Linked DNA regions of Mus musculus: region 2 is linked to region 1. A link is a contact called in public promoter capture Hi-C data. All regions are on one chromosome and are shown on one strand. Each heading gives the region's core, a stretch centred on a gene start, on an enhancer-like site or on the middle of the called end of the contact. The rest is flanking DNA. Distances are from core to core; before and after follow the strand shown. Region 1 holds the start of Fgf13 (fibroblast growth factor 13). Region 2 holds the start of F9 (coagulation factor IX).

Evidence for each region. Promoter capture Hi-C pulls out the DNA fragments that hold promoters and counts their contacts.
Region 2: a contact with region 1 is called in a promoter capture Hi-C map of pre-B cells, with 5 times the contacts expected there. The contact joins the promoter of F9 here to the promoter of Fgf13 in region 1. A contact is called at or near these places in 2 of 39 promoter capture datasets (pre-B cells and stem cell-derived epiblast-like cells) and 1 of 115 datasets of contacts at active chromatin or transcription factors (large pre-B cells).

Annotation. Positions count from the first base shown.
Region 1 is chrX:59,130,015-59,137,937 of GRCm38.p6, reverse strand. It overlaps Fgf13 (fibroblast growth factor 13), which reads left to right and starts at 3,502. Exons shown (of 5, transcript NM_010200.3): 1 at 3,502-4,061; 2 at 5,988-6,098. The coding sequence starts at 3,875.
Region 2 is chrX:59,995,087-60,003,009 of GRCm38.p6, reverse strand. It overlaps F9 (coagulation factor IX), which reads right to left and starts at 3,546. Exons shown (of 8, transcript NM_007979.2): 1 at 3,459-3,546. The coding sequence starts at 3,546.

The DNA.
Region 1 (7,923 bases), core at 2,253-4,752:
TTTCGTAATATGATCAAGGCATGAGCTTGGTGGGTACCATGAGGAACAGGAGGTCTGTGGGAAACAAAGAAAAATAGACTCACACAGTCCAGAAGAGTTCAAACTATGAATCTGGAGGGTATCCAAAAATCCCATAGCAGAACTGCTACTGATAAAGCAAGCCAGGAGAAAGGGTGTTTTGGAAGCAGGTGTCAAAAGAGAGTTCTTATTCTTCCTCCCACTCAAATGCCATTCTACTGGTCTGAGATGGCAGTGGAGAGAAAATAAAAGACAAATAGGCTTTTCTAGGACATATTGCAATTCTGGCTTTCATTTTGCCCTCCTCAGATACATAGCACTTTGAGGATTTGAAAAATGATATTCATGCTTTTCTTTAAGTTACTAAGCACCTGGGGAATAGAAATGAGTGGTAGGAAACCATAAAAAGCATGCTTTATTTATAGTTAAGCCAATTGGATAATGTGATTTAGAGGGACCCGTTTGTTCCATGTATATATATACGTGCATGTCTGCGTATGCATGTGTGGCTGCATGTGTTTGAGTGTGTATTAGTGTGTGTCTCTGTAATATGCTGAGGAGGGTGCCCACAGGGGCCAGAAGACTGTTCGGACCTCAACGAGCAGCCTGACATGAGTACATAGTACCAAACTTGAGTCTGATACAATAACAGCAAATGCTATTACCCACTGAGCCATCTCTCCATCCCCCACAGATATCTTTCTTTATGTTCTGGATTGAACTTGACTGTGAGTCACAGACATCTTAGTGGAGGAAAGAGAGAGAAGAATGCATGTGGTCTACAGTCAGACAGAATACATTAAGTTAGAGACATCTTAATCCAGTCTCATCAATCTCACATCAGATATTTTCTCATAGAAATGAGAGAATGAGGTGGAGAATATAAAGAAGTAGAAGGAACTTTTGGATGCCAACAAGGACTATGTCTTATTTATTCTATTATCCCTGTTTGGGAATTAGCAAGATTGATGGGGGAAGGTTGATCAATGTGTAAGTAACAGTTAGGTGGGAGGAAAACGTTCCGATGTGCTATCGCACAGAAAGATGACTATACACAATAATGGACTGTATATTTCAAAACTTGAAGATTTTCATGGTAAATAGTATTTGACCAGGTGTTTTTAACATAAAACATTACACAATATACATGCTTTAAGAGACTGTGGTACTTCCGTTGTAAGTTTAATTTTTTTTTATATTTTATGCAATAGCTAAAAATAAAGTTTAGAGAAATAACTGAGAAGAAACGAATTTGAGCAGGAAAGGTATTTGCAAATACCCATGGACTCAAGTTGTCAGTGTTGGCCCAGTGGACCCATGTGCTCATGCCAGAGAGTTCAATTCGCAGTCAAAACACAAACAAGTTGATGGTACATAAGGACTAGGAGAGCAGATGATGTTTGCGTACTTGTACTTTGTAATGGTAATTGCCCCTCTTGGCTGTATATGCTCAAGTCTTCTTCTATGAGTCTGTTTACTGACAGTATCTAACCAAGAGAAGACAATAAATCCACAGGCACTCTAAAAATATTCCGGGGTTATTTAAGCAAATGGTAAATAGTTCTCCTGGAGAAATGGATGAAAAACTATGTAGGAAAGCCCTTTTCATTTCCTTGTAATATTTCCTAATCCTTTGCCAAGTCTGTTCCTTTTCTAAATAAAACCTTTGTCCTTGTTTAGCGTTTTCATATACTGGACCTGGAATTCCAAAAGCAATATGAGTTGAAGAACAGGGGCCCTTGAATAAGGTACCAGAGTAAATTCATTCCAAATCCCAAATATCTGGTCCTGGTCAAAGTTTCTTCTGATCTAGCTTACGATGAAATACTTCCCTTCCTAGTTCCTGAAATTTAACCAATTGTTCTTTCTGAGTGGAGACATCTCTTCTTCCATCTGGAATCAATACCAACCACGCATTCATCAATAATTTTCAATGGATTTTGACTGATGTTGTCTATATGACAAGGAAATGGGAATACAGTGAACAAGAGGAGCTCCAACTGTGCAGGCATTCCAGACACAGTGGGAGCAAACCAGGGGTCTTCGCTCCATGAATTAAGCTGATGTTTTCTTTGCTTTCTCAGAGACTCTGGATAAGTTAAGCATTGGTTTTGCATTTTAGTTTATTTTGAAATGACCTGGGAAAGAGGAGAGGGTCCAGTACAAAAAGCGTAGAGCCCTAGTAGAGCTTTCTATTTAGCCTTGGAGATTAAAACAAAACAGCAAAATAATAGCATCTAAAGGTACAGAGGTGGACGGACTAATGATCTCATTAATGCATTTACAAGGACTGAGAGAAAGAACCTATTAGTACAAATTAGCTAGTAAAAGGCCAAGCTGATTCCAGAATTGGGGGTTATAGATGAATCTTTTTGGTTTTGAGGAAGAAGTAAAAGAAGGAAGCAGGAAATGGGGGATGGAGCAGAGCTGAAATGAAGATCTGGGCTATGCTCTTTTCCCCCAATATTGCCCGTGGTACACGTCCAGGCTCACTGCGTGGCTCCCAAATGGCCAGATGAGGGGGCGACGAGGAGAAAAAAAAAACAAAACAAAAAAAAACAACGAGGCTTGGCCAGTACACTTCAGCACGAAAGGAAAAGTCAGCAGAAACCACTGGGTGGCAGCGTGGTGTGCTGGAGCAGCTCTGCAGTGCCTGCTGCTGCCGCTATAGTGGGGGCTGAACCCGTCTGTGTGCCCTGGCCTCCTCTCCTGAAGGGCTACAAGTGTCGCCATGCAAAATATCTCCGCAGGTCTCTGGTGGGATGTGGGCTATTACTGAGCCATGTGCAGGAGTCTGGGCAACTTCTGGGGTTCTGGCTGGGGCTAACTCTGAGTCCTGTACTCAATGCACACCCTCTTTCCTCTTCTCCCAGCCCCAAAGCCCAGCACAGCCCAGCTCCTGCAAGGCAACTATCTCACCCTAAGTGCCTCCTCCATCACTGTTTCTCCCTAAGCCTCTTTTAGGGAAAAGGAAAGAGGGCTTTGGGCAACGGGGCAGTGTCTTGATCTTCTACAGGTGTTCGTGGGAGCGGGGACTCTGCACCCGGGGGGTGGGGCGGTCGGGGGCGGCGGGCGGGCGGGAGCCAGTAGCTGGGTTCCGGGAGGGAGGGGCCGCCGAGACAGGGAGGGGGCCTCCGCCAGGCTGTCGCGCTCTTCTGGAGGGTGCCTGCAGCGACTGAATTCCTGTGCTGCGACGGTGCCGCGCCCAGAGCAGCAGCCACAGCGACGATGCCAGGCCATTACCTGTTTGATCCCTGCGGGAAAGCTGGCACCGGCCAACTTTTGCCGGTCTTCAGGCGGCGAAGTTGCAAGGACTAGTGGAAGCGCCGGAGGGGCCAGGGCGAGGGCGCGCTCCCCCGTGCGCTGCCTCCTCCCTCCTCGCGCCCGCCGCCCGCGCCCGCGGCCTCTCTCCCGCCCGCGCGCTCTCCCTCCGCCCGCCTCCCTCCTCCGGCCCCCTCCACGCGACACAGGGCGGGGGTGCCGCGAAACTCCGACCCGAGCCGCTTGGACTTGCACCGTGTCCTCGGGGCTCAGGGGCCGAGCGCACGCAGTCACAAGCGCAGCTCTCTGCCTGCCTCCTGCTAGTCTCGCCTGCCATCCCGGCCCGGGGCTGTGGCGTCGGTTCGGACCAAGGCTACCAGAACCCGCGCGGGAGCCCGAGCACCTTCGGAGGAGCTCAGAAGGCATGCTGAGCCCCCTCCGCGACTGAAGCCGGAGTGCCCAGAAGCCCCGGCCAAGCAAGCGCAGGCTAAGGAGACCCAGGCGGCCAAGGCGCGAGCAGCGCAGCAGCGGAGGAGCGAGAGGAGGCGAAGGCAGAGGGGCCCCCGAAGAAGTGGTGGTGGTGGGCGTCGTGGCCATGGCGGCGGCTATCGCCAGCTCGCTCATCCGGCAAAAGAGACAAGCCCGCGAGCGCGAGAAATCCAATGCCTGCAAGTGTGTCAGCAGCCCCAGCAAAGGCAAGACCAGCTGCGACAAAAACAAGTTAAACGTCTTTTCCCGGGTCAAACTCTTTGGCTCCAAGAAGAGGCGCAGAAGGAGACCAGGTCGGAAAGGGGCTTTGCCTTTTATCTTTGCCCTCTCTTACTTTGCGACTGTGAAGGGGGTTGGGGGCGGCATGGAAGCGTAGGTGAGTTTGGAGCCTAGCTTGTGCAGATGAGGCCCCCTAGCCGGTGTGCGTGCGTGGGAAGGCGATTGCTTTTTTTTTTTTTTTTCCTTGCCTCTGTAACAGTTAAACAGGCTTGCTGCAATGCAACTGCCCTGGGACAGGCACAGAGCCCAGGAGCATAGCTTGCCCTGGAGGTGCGCCCTCCTCTTCAGACCTGCCACATGCATGTATGGGTGTGCATGCCCCTGGGCTAAGGGAAGGCGTAACCCAGACAGGCTGTCCTGTAGGTTTGGAGATCGCAAGAGAGGAGCAGGGCTGACTTCATTGCCCATCCCTCCTGGAAAAGCCGGGGAACTCCTATCTTGCTTTCATCACTGCCAGCCAGACCCTTCCCCTCCAGGTTCCAGTCCCAAGGGCTATGAGTTTTCCACTGTTTAGGCATTCCATTTCTTTTCGGGACAGACGTGACTTGTGGGGCAGCTTTGAAGCGTTTGCTGGAGGGGGGGTGGTTGTGGTGGTGGCAATAATTCTAGAACCTTGCGTCAAAGATTTTAGTGACCTGGTCAGACTAGTAAAACTGATAACTTGACATTAAATACAAGACAAAAGACAGCACTTAAATCATCTTCAGGTTGTGGGTCCTTTTGGACCATTTCAGTGCTGAGTGGCAAGGTATTTCCGCGACAGAAGAAATTCCAAAAGCCTTAGGTGTCAGGTTGCGTCAAGGTAGACCTTGGGGGTGGGGGTGGGGGCAGGGAGGGGAGCAGGCAGTTTATTTACCTTTCTTGACCATATAAACCGTCCGCACCATTTTCTTGCCTTTTATTTGACAAGTATTACAGCAAACCAGACTTACTCATCCATCAGTTATTTCTCTGTGTGTTCTACACACCCTGGAATTTCCAAAAGCAGGCATACGTCTTCAGTTTGCACAAAGTTTGTAATGCATAAGCTGTGAATTAAATTTGTTTAAAAAAGCCATTACAACGTGTGATTATGTGACACCAATAAATATTATTTTAATGCAGGTGTCGGTATTCAATGAAAGCAAATAAATTAAATGCTTGATTAATCTATGGTGATTAATACTTGATGATCATTTTAATCAAGAACCTATGTTTTGAGTAATCATGTGTTTTATATTAAATTTGAAAATAAGTACGATTTTATTTTCCTTCCTCTTCATTAACAGAAACTGTTCTTTTCACATCCATTTTCCATAAGGAAAAAAAAATCTGATAGGGCTGGAGATGGCTGTTTTTTCTACCCACTCTTTATTATCTTATGTTGGGAGACTCAGTTTTGTAGCTAGAGGTCCTTTGATGGGATTCCAGGTTAGATAGATAGCCTTCTACAAATTGTGCTTATTCTTAAGGAAATTGTTGCTGGTGGGTTTGGCAACCGGTTGGCGAGCTACTCTACATTATTTTTGTATTTATTTTCCTTCCACATGAAAAGTAACACATTATTCAGAAGGCAGACTATACCATTTGCCAACTCATTCAGAATGTTTAACGAGGTGGAGTGCCACTAGATACAAAAGGGCCAGTGATCAGAAATAGTAGACAGTGTCAAAAGCTTTAGTGTATTACCAATGTTTTGAAATAGAAATCAAATGTTTTTTTCATATATTCTAATGTGTTTTTTCCTTAAATTTCTCATTTGTTTGCTTGTTTTCTTTCTTTCAGAGGACTCTTTCAAAATATAGTTTGATTTTTAACCCCCACTAAAATTTCTATGTTAAAGTAGAATTTTGAATCCTGAATCTCTTCCACTATATATATATATATATATATATATATATATATATATATATATATATATATATTATATCAATTGACCCAAACCATTGTTCTCTTTGCAGAGCCTCAGCTTAAGGGTATAGTTACCAAACTATACAGCCGACAAGGCTACCACTTGCAACTGCAGGCAGATGGAACCATTGATGGCACCAAAGACGAGGACAGCACTTACAGTAAGTGACTGCTAAATAAATAGTATGTACCAGCATATTGTTGACATTGGGTTCTTTTTATTTGTTTTTAATTCAAACAAACTTTGCCAAATCCTTATGTCAATGCAAAATATGATCATGTGACATAACCCTGTTTGCATAGGCTCACCGACAGGAAGTTGAACATGGAAACATCCAAAATACAAAGTTGAGCAAATAGTGTTGACACTATCTGAAGGATGATCCAAATGTCATCTCCATGGTAATCTAGATAGATTTATGGCTGTCCTTTGGATTTTATTACTTTTTCCCCCCAGAAAAATTTCTCACCCACACAGTGATCCTGAAATAGCATGCTATCTCCACTCTTAAAGATGAACCTCATCCCAAGAGGCAGGAGTGGTTTCATACCGCGATAATTCATTGTTACAAGCTTTTGCCCCTGCCACATTATACCAATAAGTCTGAGACTAATTGATATTTTAACATTGAGTTACTTGCATGGCTATGCAATGGGATTTCTTTAAACTAAACTGGAGACCATAATGTTGAATTAAGAAGGAAATGCATCAAAATGGAGTTTTATTTGCAATTACTGAAGCCCAGTGATCTGAAGGTGTTTGTTATACACCTTTGTCTACAAATATTTATTTAGAATAATTAAAACAAAATTACAAATAGTGCCCCCTTTCCTTCAATATTAATAATTGTTGTTTCTTTCAATTTACAGATATCTGCAGACTTACTCATTTGTTTCTGAGGACTAAAAAATTCTTGGTTCTCATAATTCATTCTGTTTTCAAAATTTGGATTCATTTCCCTCAGATTTGTTAGTTCCTAGAAATATTCCCATTGTTGGCTGAGAAAATAGCCACGGAAAGTAGGTCTGGCTGCTAAGGAATTCTCTGTAGTTCATTCTTTTGGAACTGCATAACTGTAGGCAGTAAAGCCATAGATAAGTGTTCCAGTATTAAGGATTAAAGAATTTTACACCTTTTAAGAATGCTTCCTGGGCTGAGGCTTGAAATAGTACCTCAAGAGAAAGTTACCTTCAATTACCCTTGAAGAAATGTCTCTTGGTTCCTAGGATGAAGGCCTAGTATATTAAATGGCTGTTCAGTGTTTTGCCAAATGCTGTGTTGCTGTGATGATATTAAAGTTTTATAACGAATCCTAGTTACTCTTTCATGCATACTACTCTATTTGAAACAACTACCCAAACGAAGCTCAGCACTTTACTGGAATGAAGTAACACACGTCACTACATAGTGGTTCATAATAAATTGTTTCACCAAGTTATGGATACAAATTGATGCTTGGGGCAGGGGTTAAGTGATGGATGCTACTCTCTATAGTGTCTCAAAAAAAGAGCATTCTTAAAGGGAAGTTTGTGATTAGCTACCAATCTGGTTGCTTCCATATACTTTAATTGTCCAGGTGCAAATAGAGAAGAAATATTTGGTTCTAGTATTTCCTCAAAATGAATAGTTTTGTTTTGTTTTGTTTTAAATAGATGATTGAGTGTGTTGTCTGCTAATAAGAGTGATATGACGAACTCATAAAGATCATGCCTTATATACTCATTTTAGGAGATGCACATATTAGCACACACAGAGAAGTGCATACACACACAGCTCCATTTCTTACTCTGGATCTTTATACTGTTTAGAAGGTTATGCTTCTTCATTACTCCATATCCATAAGTTCTTCTTGTGTTATCTTATAACTCTGTCTGACATGCCATTTCTGAATGCTGATGACATTCAGAGACCTTTAAAGAGCATAGCCAGATAACAAGAATCCATGTCTACTATGATTATAACATATAGTGGTAAGTCAATGAAAG
Region 2 (7,923 bases), core at 2,297-4,796, 870 kb before region 1:
GATTGAAATCTTTCAGTTTTCTGCCTTCTTCCTTTTCCTGTCTCTCTCCCTCAGTATGTAGATATATGTATCTAACATGTATCTAACTCTTACTGACTGCATGAACATGGACAAACCATACAATGTCTGGCTGGACCTTAACTTTTTAAAACGTAAAATGAATGTAACAGAAGTGTAAGGTCATGTACCTCATCATCATGTTGATGATCTCAGAAAATTATAGGCTTGTGTATCCTGGTTACTCACTTTCTTCCCAAGTTGCTCATGCTATCTCCCCCTCCCCCTTCTTAGCTTTCTCCCTTCTCCAGTGCTTCTATGCACTTCAACGTGTCTTTACATTCTCACTGCTCTCTGTGCAAGAAAATTACCATTGTCATCATTGGTAGTAACCATGGAAAGAACCTCTTTGACTTCGTGTATTTCCCGACTGATTGTCACACAATAAAGGATCAGCCTGTAATTACAGTCAGAAGTCAGACTACAGACCCTGTGCTGTGTTGATATTATAACATTATCCCCAGACACTCCATATATGTCTCCCAAACCTTTCATATGCATGTGCCTATTAAATCATATCAGCACTATTTTATAATCATCACTCCAATTGTCAGTACTCTCTTTATTACTATTGTCGACATTATGCTGTTTTGTTTCCACTGGATGATTGCAAGAGACTTAAGGTTGGACTCCCTGGCCTGGAGCCTCATCAGTTCCTAATAGTGTTCTAGACTGAGTGTTATAGCACAGTGAGGGTGTGCTTCTTACACATATGTTTCTTACAATTTACCTCCACATTGCTCTCTACTCTTCCATCTCTCTTAGCTTAGAACCCTTTTTGGATGATTTGGCTCACCCCATTTTCTTGCCTTACTTCTTCTAACAGTCAATATTTAAACCAGATGAAGCATCTTGAATACTTCCATTATTATATATACACAGATCTTTCTCTGTGAGGGTTACTATCTACACAAAATGCTCCACATTAGTGACTATTTTTATTGTTCTCTCAGTGTGTGTGTGTGTGTGTGTGTGTGTGTGTGTGTGTGTGTGTGTGTGTGTGTGTGTGTGTATGTGTGTGTGTATGTGTGTGTGTGTGTTCTGGCTAGCTTTTATGTCAATTTGACACAAGCTAGAGTCATTTTGGAAGAGGAACCTCAATTTGAAATATGCCATCACCAAACTGGCCTGTGAGAAAAACTGTGGAGTATATTCTTGAATGATGATTGATGTGGGAGGGCCAAGATCACTTTTGGATGTGCTACTCATAAGCTGGTGATCCTGTTTCTGAGTTGTGTAAGAAAGCAGTCGGAGCAAGCCTTGAGGAGGAAGACAGTAAGCAGTATTTCTCCATGGCTTCTATATCAGCTCCTGCCTCCAGGTTCTTGTCTGGTTTCAGTTCCCTCTCTGACTTCCCCCAGCTGAAATAAACCTTTTCGCCCCAAGTTACTTATGGTCATGGTGTTTAAAATGACTACATAAACCCTAAGAATATGTGTGTGTGTTTACATATACACATACATGTATATACATCCATCTGTATTTATGCATACATGCATTGTAAGTGTTCTCATACATGTGGGGATTAAATGACAATCCTGGAAGTCAAGTCTCTTATTCACTGTATAGACCCTCGGGATCAAACTCAGGTTGTTAGGCTTGGTGGAAAGCAGTTTTGCCCAATGAACCATCCAGGTCAGACATTTAAGGATAGTGGGCAACTATTCATTTCTTGAGATCTTGCTCCAAACACTGTATCTTTCAGGAGATTTTACATCCATTATGTTCCTTCTTTTGTACTTCCTAAGCATGTGGTACACACCTCATCCCTTCCCATTAAAGTCTTTTTTTCTGAACCCATTCATCTCTGCCACAGTACCTTGTCACAGTACCACGAACCACAACAGTATGGACTAATATCCAAATACATGCATTAAAGATAATTTTGATTTGCATACATTGTAAGCACAAATTCATTTCACAGACTAATTTTGATTTCCCAATTCTAATTTGTCACAATAAGGCAGTAGTTATGAACATGGGGCCTCTCTGTTCTAAAGCCCAGGACCGTTTAACAGAAGAGTGTGCTTTATGAATACCTAGCCCCACTCCCCAGCCAGGGCCATTTCCCTGGTTCCCTGACCAAACTGACTCACAATCTTGTTCTTTTTATCCTCAATACTGTCTGGGGATCATATATTTAACACCTCTTTAGTCATTATTGCCACAGCTCTGAAATCATGATTTTTTTCTATCATTTTACATCTGAGATTCCCTCACCACTAAGACGTGCTTGGATCTTTATAAGAGAGTGCTTGGATCTTTTGTTCTCACATAGGTCAATCTGATGCACTAGGTTGAATGACCTGCCTTTATGGTCCACGTAATGAGTTTCCAACATGTATTTTTCATCTCTACCCACTTTGCTAGTGCAGTTTAACCTTTGCATTCTCACATCATCATTTCAGCTTTTAAGTCTGATTCCACAGTTGACATCATGTCTGGAGTGGGAACCAGGAGACCAGCCGATTTTCTGGGGATGCTCAGGGTTGGCACCTCTGATCCTGGCACTGTCACTTGCTTGACTTTAGTAGGTTGACTAGTAAGTGTGATAAATGCATCTGGGGCAATCAGGCTGTTTGTCTAAAGCCAGTAAGTTCTTCCTGTGTGCCTTTCCCTGGGGAGTAATGCCACTGTTGTTGCAAAAAACGAAACCAAACGAAACCCTGATGTGCTGTACTTTGCATGAATTAAGCTACTCCTCTTTCTGGCCATTTGTATACTTACTTTTGTCCCCTAGGGAGGCCTCTGAGTATTATGGTTCTCTAAACATCAGCTCTGAGATGTATGACAGATGAGCTGATTTATTTCCATCTATGTAAAAGCTTTCATTACAGACAGCAACTTAGTAATAAAAGCGTAATCTTTCAATTTTAGCTGAGAAATTAAACTATAAATATATGTTTAAACATTATAACTATGCCTTACCATCTAGTTCTAAAACACTGGAACACATGTAGATTCAAGAAAGACTTTTTATGCAAATTAACCATTGTGGTTTTGATGTTTCCCCTTTTTATTTCAAGGTGATGAGTCTAAAATCCTAAAATAACATGTTTCCTGCTTATTGTGCAATTTCTTTGTTAAGACATTTTCCGATTTTCATTTTTTTAAAACCAAGGACACATAAATTTTAAGTGGAATTATATTGTCAAATCATAAGAATAACTGTATCTATTAAATAAAAATGCACCACAAGCCCTGTAAATGTAGTTCGTTTTTTCAAATATTGAAACTGAAGTTACCACAGAGCCAGAGTTCCTGGCTGACGTGCTTCCTGCTACAATAGAAACTATAGCTGCCAAATCATGAAATCTTGCTTTACTTGATAAAGGTAGTTCTAAATATTTCTGTTTTTAAAGGAGAAGCATATTAAGCATAGCATCGAAAAAGAAACAAACCTGCACATTCGGTACTGAGTAGATATCCTAAAAGGAAGATGGTGATGAGAGCCGGGGATTCTGCCATGACGGTGTTCAGGTGCTTCATGACCTTTGTTAGGAGATTGTGCAAGCGTCAGGGCTAATCAATCGTTCCAAAGTGCAAGCTGAATGGGACTTACTTCTGGGAAATTGTTGTCCATCTCCCTCGGTGTATCTTTGGGCTATTTCCAGTTGGTTCTTGGATCAAGTGAAGAGAATGGTCAGGGCTTGTTATTAAAGTACACTCTGAGGTTCTTGGTTCTGTGAGGGCTCAAATGCCCCAGTGTAGGGGAATGCCAGGACCAGGAAGAAGGGGTGGGTGGGCTGGAGAGCAGGGAGAGGGGGAAAGAGATAGGGGGGTTTTGGAGGGGAAACCAGGAAAGGGGATAACATTTGAAATGTAAATAAAGAAAATATCTAATAATAAAAAAAAGTGGCCGGCCGGTGGTGGCGCACGCCTTTAATCCCAGCACTCGGGAGGCAGAGGCAGGCAGATTTCTGAGTTCGAGGCCAGCCTGGTCTACAAAGTGAGTTCCAGGACAGCCAGGGCTTTACAGATAAACCCTGTCTTGAAAAACAAACAAACAAAACAACAACAACAACAAAACAAAACAAACAAACAAACAAAAAACAAAACAAAACAAAACAAAACAAAACAAAACAAAACAAAACAAAACAAAAAGTGCACTCTGGTTTCATGAGCTGCTGCCACTGGAGCAGAGCTACAATTGTGCTGCCAGGTAAGTTTATCTGTGGGAACTCAGTTTATCTTCATCACAGAGCAATAATATAGAGTTTAAAGATAACAAGTGAATCCTTTTATTTGGTCTATTATGTTAATTTCTTATATATATTTATATATAATGTTTAGAATAGTAACTATGTATCAGCCTGTGACTTGTCATATTTTTAAAATTATTCACCATTAATTTAACCTGAAAAAAAACTCAGTTTCCTTATCTGTAATTGGGAACAGTACACAGTACCTCTACTGTACATATTTCATCATTGGAAGCTTAATAAATAAGATGTCTTAATACTCTGAAAGCTCTTAATGGATATTATTTATTGTCGGTATTTTGTTATTGCTATGTGTGTTTTGATAAATAATAAATGGAAAAATAAATGGAATAGAGAAAATAAAATGGCTAATTTTCCCATGTCTTTGTCAATGTTCTTGTCCTTGCTAATGGGATAAGCAAAAAAAGATACCTTGCTTGTATCTAATTTTGCTCCAATTATGAATTAGAATTCCAATTCCCTTAGAATTAAAGACAATTTGTGTCTTATTAGTTGATGAACTTAGCCTACTTCTAGGGTTATATCATCTAACTACTAGTTAATCATATTTACCCAACTTTTTATGGGTTCACATAGATTTTTGCTCTAGGATTTAAAAGTAGGCACAACTCTGAAACTTATTTTTTTCCATTTCTGAAGGATTCTTCTGAGTTGGGTTAACAGTGACCCATCACTCAGAGGTACCATCCTTCTATTCTAAAACTGTTACTGACTCCCAAGTTTTATTAACTTAATCTGGTACTGCTTCCTAAAGGTCTTTACTGGAAACATATATGCAATACTGAAACACAAAATGCCCAAGGAAGCTTATGGAAGCTTACGTCATTCAAAGCACCGTGTCTATGCAGAGGACGAGATTCTGGTTGGTATTCCAACACTGTCTTGTTTTCTTTAGACATGAAAAGAAGGGTATAGGATGGATTAAATATAACAAGAATTGGTTGAACATGTTTCTGTGATGATTTCTTCTATAACATTTTAAAATTGTGATAAAATACACCTAATACCAAATTTATTTTCTTGACTATTTTTAAGTAAGTGTAAAATACATCCAGAACTCTTTTTTTTTCTTATTTTATATAATTTTTTGTGCTCCCAGGCCTTTCTTTTTTAAGCAGATACTTTCTTTATTTGCATTTCAAATGTTATTCCCTTTCCTGGTTTTCCCTCTGAAAACCCCCTATCCCCTCCTGCCTACCTCTGCTCACCAACCCACCCACTCACACTTCCTGGTCCTGGCATTCCCCTACACTGGGGCATAGTGCCTTCACAGAACCAAAGGCCTTTCCTCCCATTGATGAGGCTATCCTCTGCTACATATGCGGCTGGAGCCATGGGTCCCTCCATGTGTACTCCTTGGTTGGTGATTTAGTCCCTGGGAGCTCTGGAGATACTGGTTAGTTCATATTGTTGTTCCTCCTATCGGGCTGCAAACCCCTTCAGCTTCTTGAGTCCTTTCTCTAGTTCTACCATTGGGGACCCTGTGCTCAGCCCAATGGTTGGCTGCAAGCTTCCACCTCTGTATTTATCAGGCTCTGGCAGAGCCTCTCAGGAGACAGCTATATCAGCCTCCTATCAGCATGCATTTGTTGGCATCCACAATAGTGTCTGAATTTGGTAACTGTATATGGGATGGATCCCCAGGTGGAGCAGTCTCTGGGTAGTCTTTCCTTCAGTTTCTCCTCCACACTTTGTAATTCCTCCCATGGGTATTTTGTTCCCCCTTCTAAGAAGGCTTGAAGTATCCACACTTTGGTCTTCCTTCTTGAGTTTCATGTGGTCTATGAATTGTATCTTGGGTATTCCAACCTTCTGGGCTAATATCCATTTATCAGTGAGTGCATACCATGTGTGTTCTTTTGTGATTGGGTTACCTCACTTAGGATAATATTTTCTAGTTCCATCCATTTGCCTAAGAATTCTATAAATTCATTGTTTTTAATAGCTGAGTAGTATTCCATTGTGTAAATGTCCCGCATTTCTTGTATCCATTCCTCTGTTGAGGGACATCTGGGTTCTTTCCAGCTTCTGGCTATTATAAATAAGGATGCTATGAACATAGTGGAACATGTGTCCTCATTACATATTGGAGCATTTTCTGAGTATATGCCCAGGTATATGCTAGTGGTATAGCTGGGCCCTTGGTAGTACTATGTCTAATTTTCTAAAGAACTGCTAAACTGATTTCTAGAGTGGTTGTACCAGCTTGCAATCCCACCAGCAATGGAGGAGTGTTCCTCTTTCTTCACAACCTTGCTAGCATCTGCTGTCAACTGAGATTTTGATCTTAGTTCTTAAAGTCTTTTATCATCATCATGAGATATGATTTTATCTCAGAGTCTTGCTTTTCTGGTGTATTGGGGTATCCAGGGTTCACTGTGGTGGGAGAACTGGGTTCTGATGATGCAAAGTAGTCTTGGTTTCTGTTGCTTATATTCTTATGCTTGCATTTTGCCACATGGTTATCTCTGGTGTTAGCTGGTCTTGCTGTCTCTGACTTTGACTTGTCCTTCCTGTAAGCCTGTGTGTCAGTCAGTACTCCTAGGAGACCAGATCTCTCCGGGAGGAATTTGGGATGGAGAGCTGCGGTACAGGGTCAGGTCTGGGGTGCAGAGACCAGAAGGATACTGTCCCCAGCTGATCCTTGGTTCCTGTGTCCTGATGTCTCTGTGAGTATCTCTCTTGGGTAAGGAATTTGAAGAGAAGTGGTGGTCTTATCTGTGCTTGTAGGTATGAAAGCATTCCTGGGAGACCAGCTCTCTCCTGGAAGTATTTGTATATGTAGCTCTGTGGCACAGGATCAGTTCTGCATGCAGAAGGCTCCCGTTCCAGGCAGCCCCTTGGTTCCTGTGTCCTGAGGGTTCTGGGCAGGTTCCTTTGAGCAATGGTGGTAATCCTACCTGCACTCACAGTCCTATCCGCACTTCTGGGAGGCTTGCTCCCTCAGAGCTATTTGGGTATGGAGCCCCGTGGCAGAGGATCTGCTACAGGTGGAGACTGAAACCCTGAAACTGGGTATATCCAGTACTCTTATCTTGATTACTGAAACACTATGCTATTCAACATCTCTCATTTAGTCCTATCCTTTCAGGCTCTGGTAATCGCCCTCTGCTTTTGTGTCTGTTATCTTAACTACTAGAGATTCTGCATATAATTGTAATCCTACAGTACTGGTAAAAAATATATCTATCTTAACATATGTTTATAAACTGGATTACGGGCTGGTGAGATGGCTCAGTGGGTAAGAGCACCCGACTGCTCTTCCGAAGGTCTGAAGTTCAAATCCCAGCAACCACATGGTGGCTCACAACCATCTGTGACAAGATCTGACGCCCTCTTCTGGAGTGTCTGAAGACAGCTACAGTGCACTTACATATAATAAATAAATCTTTTAAAAAAATAAACTGGATTACTAAATCTGAAATATTCTTTATATACTTCATTTTAACCAGGAACTTATAATCTTTCTTATACCATGTGCCAATATAGTGAAATATGTAGACCCTGTCTCTGAACACATGTGTATATGTACATGTGTATGTAACTATCCCCATGGATATGTTGAAGTATACATCTTATACATGCTAGGCTCCTGTCTGAAAGCATAACAGAGTATCATTAATAGTGTCCGGGATTGGTGTGA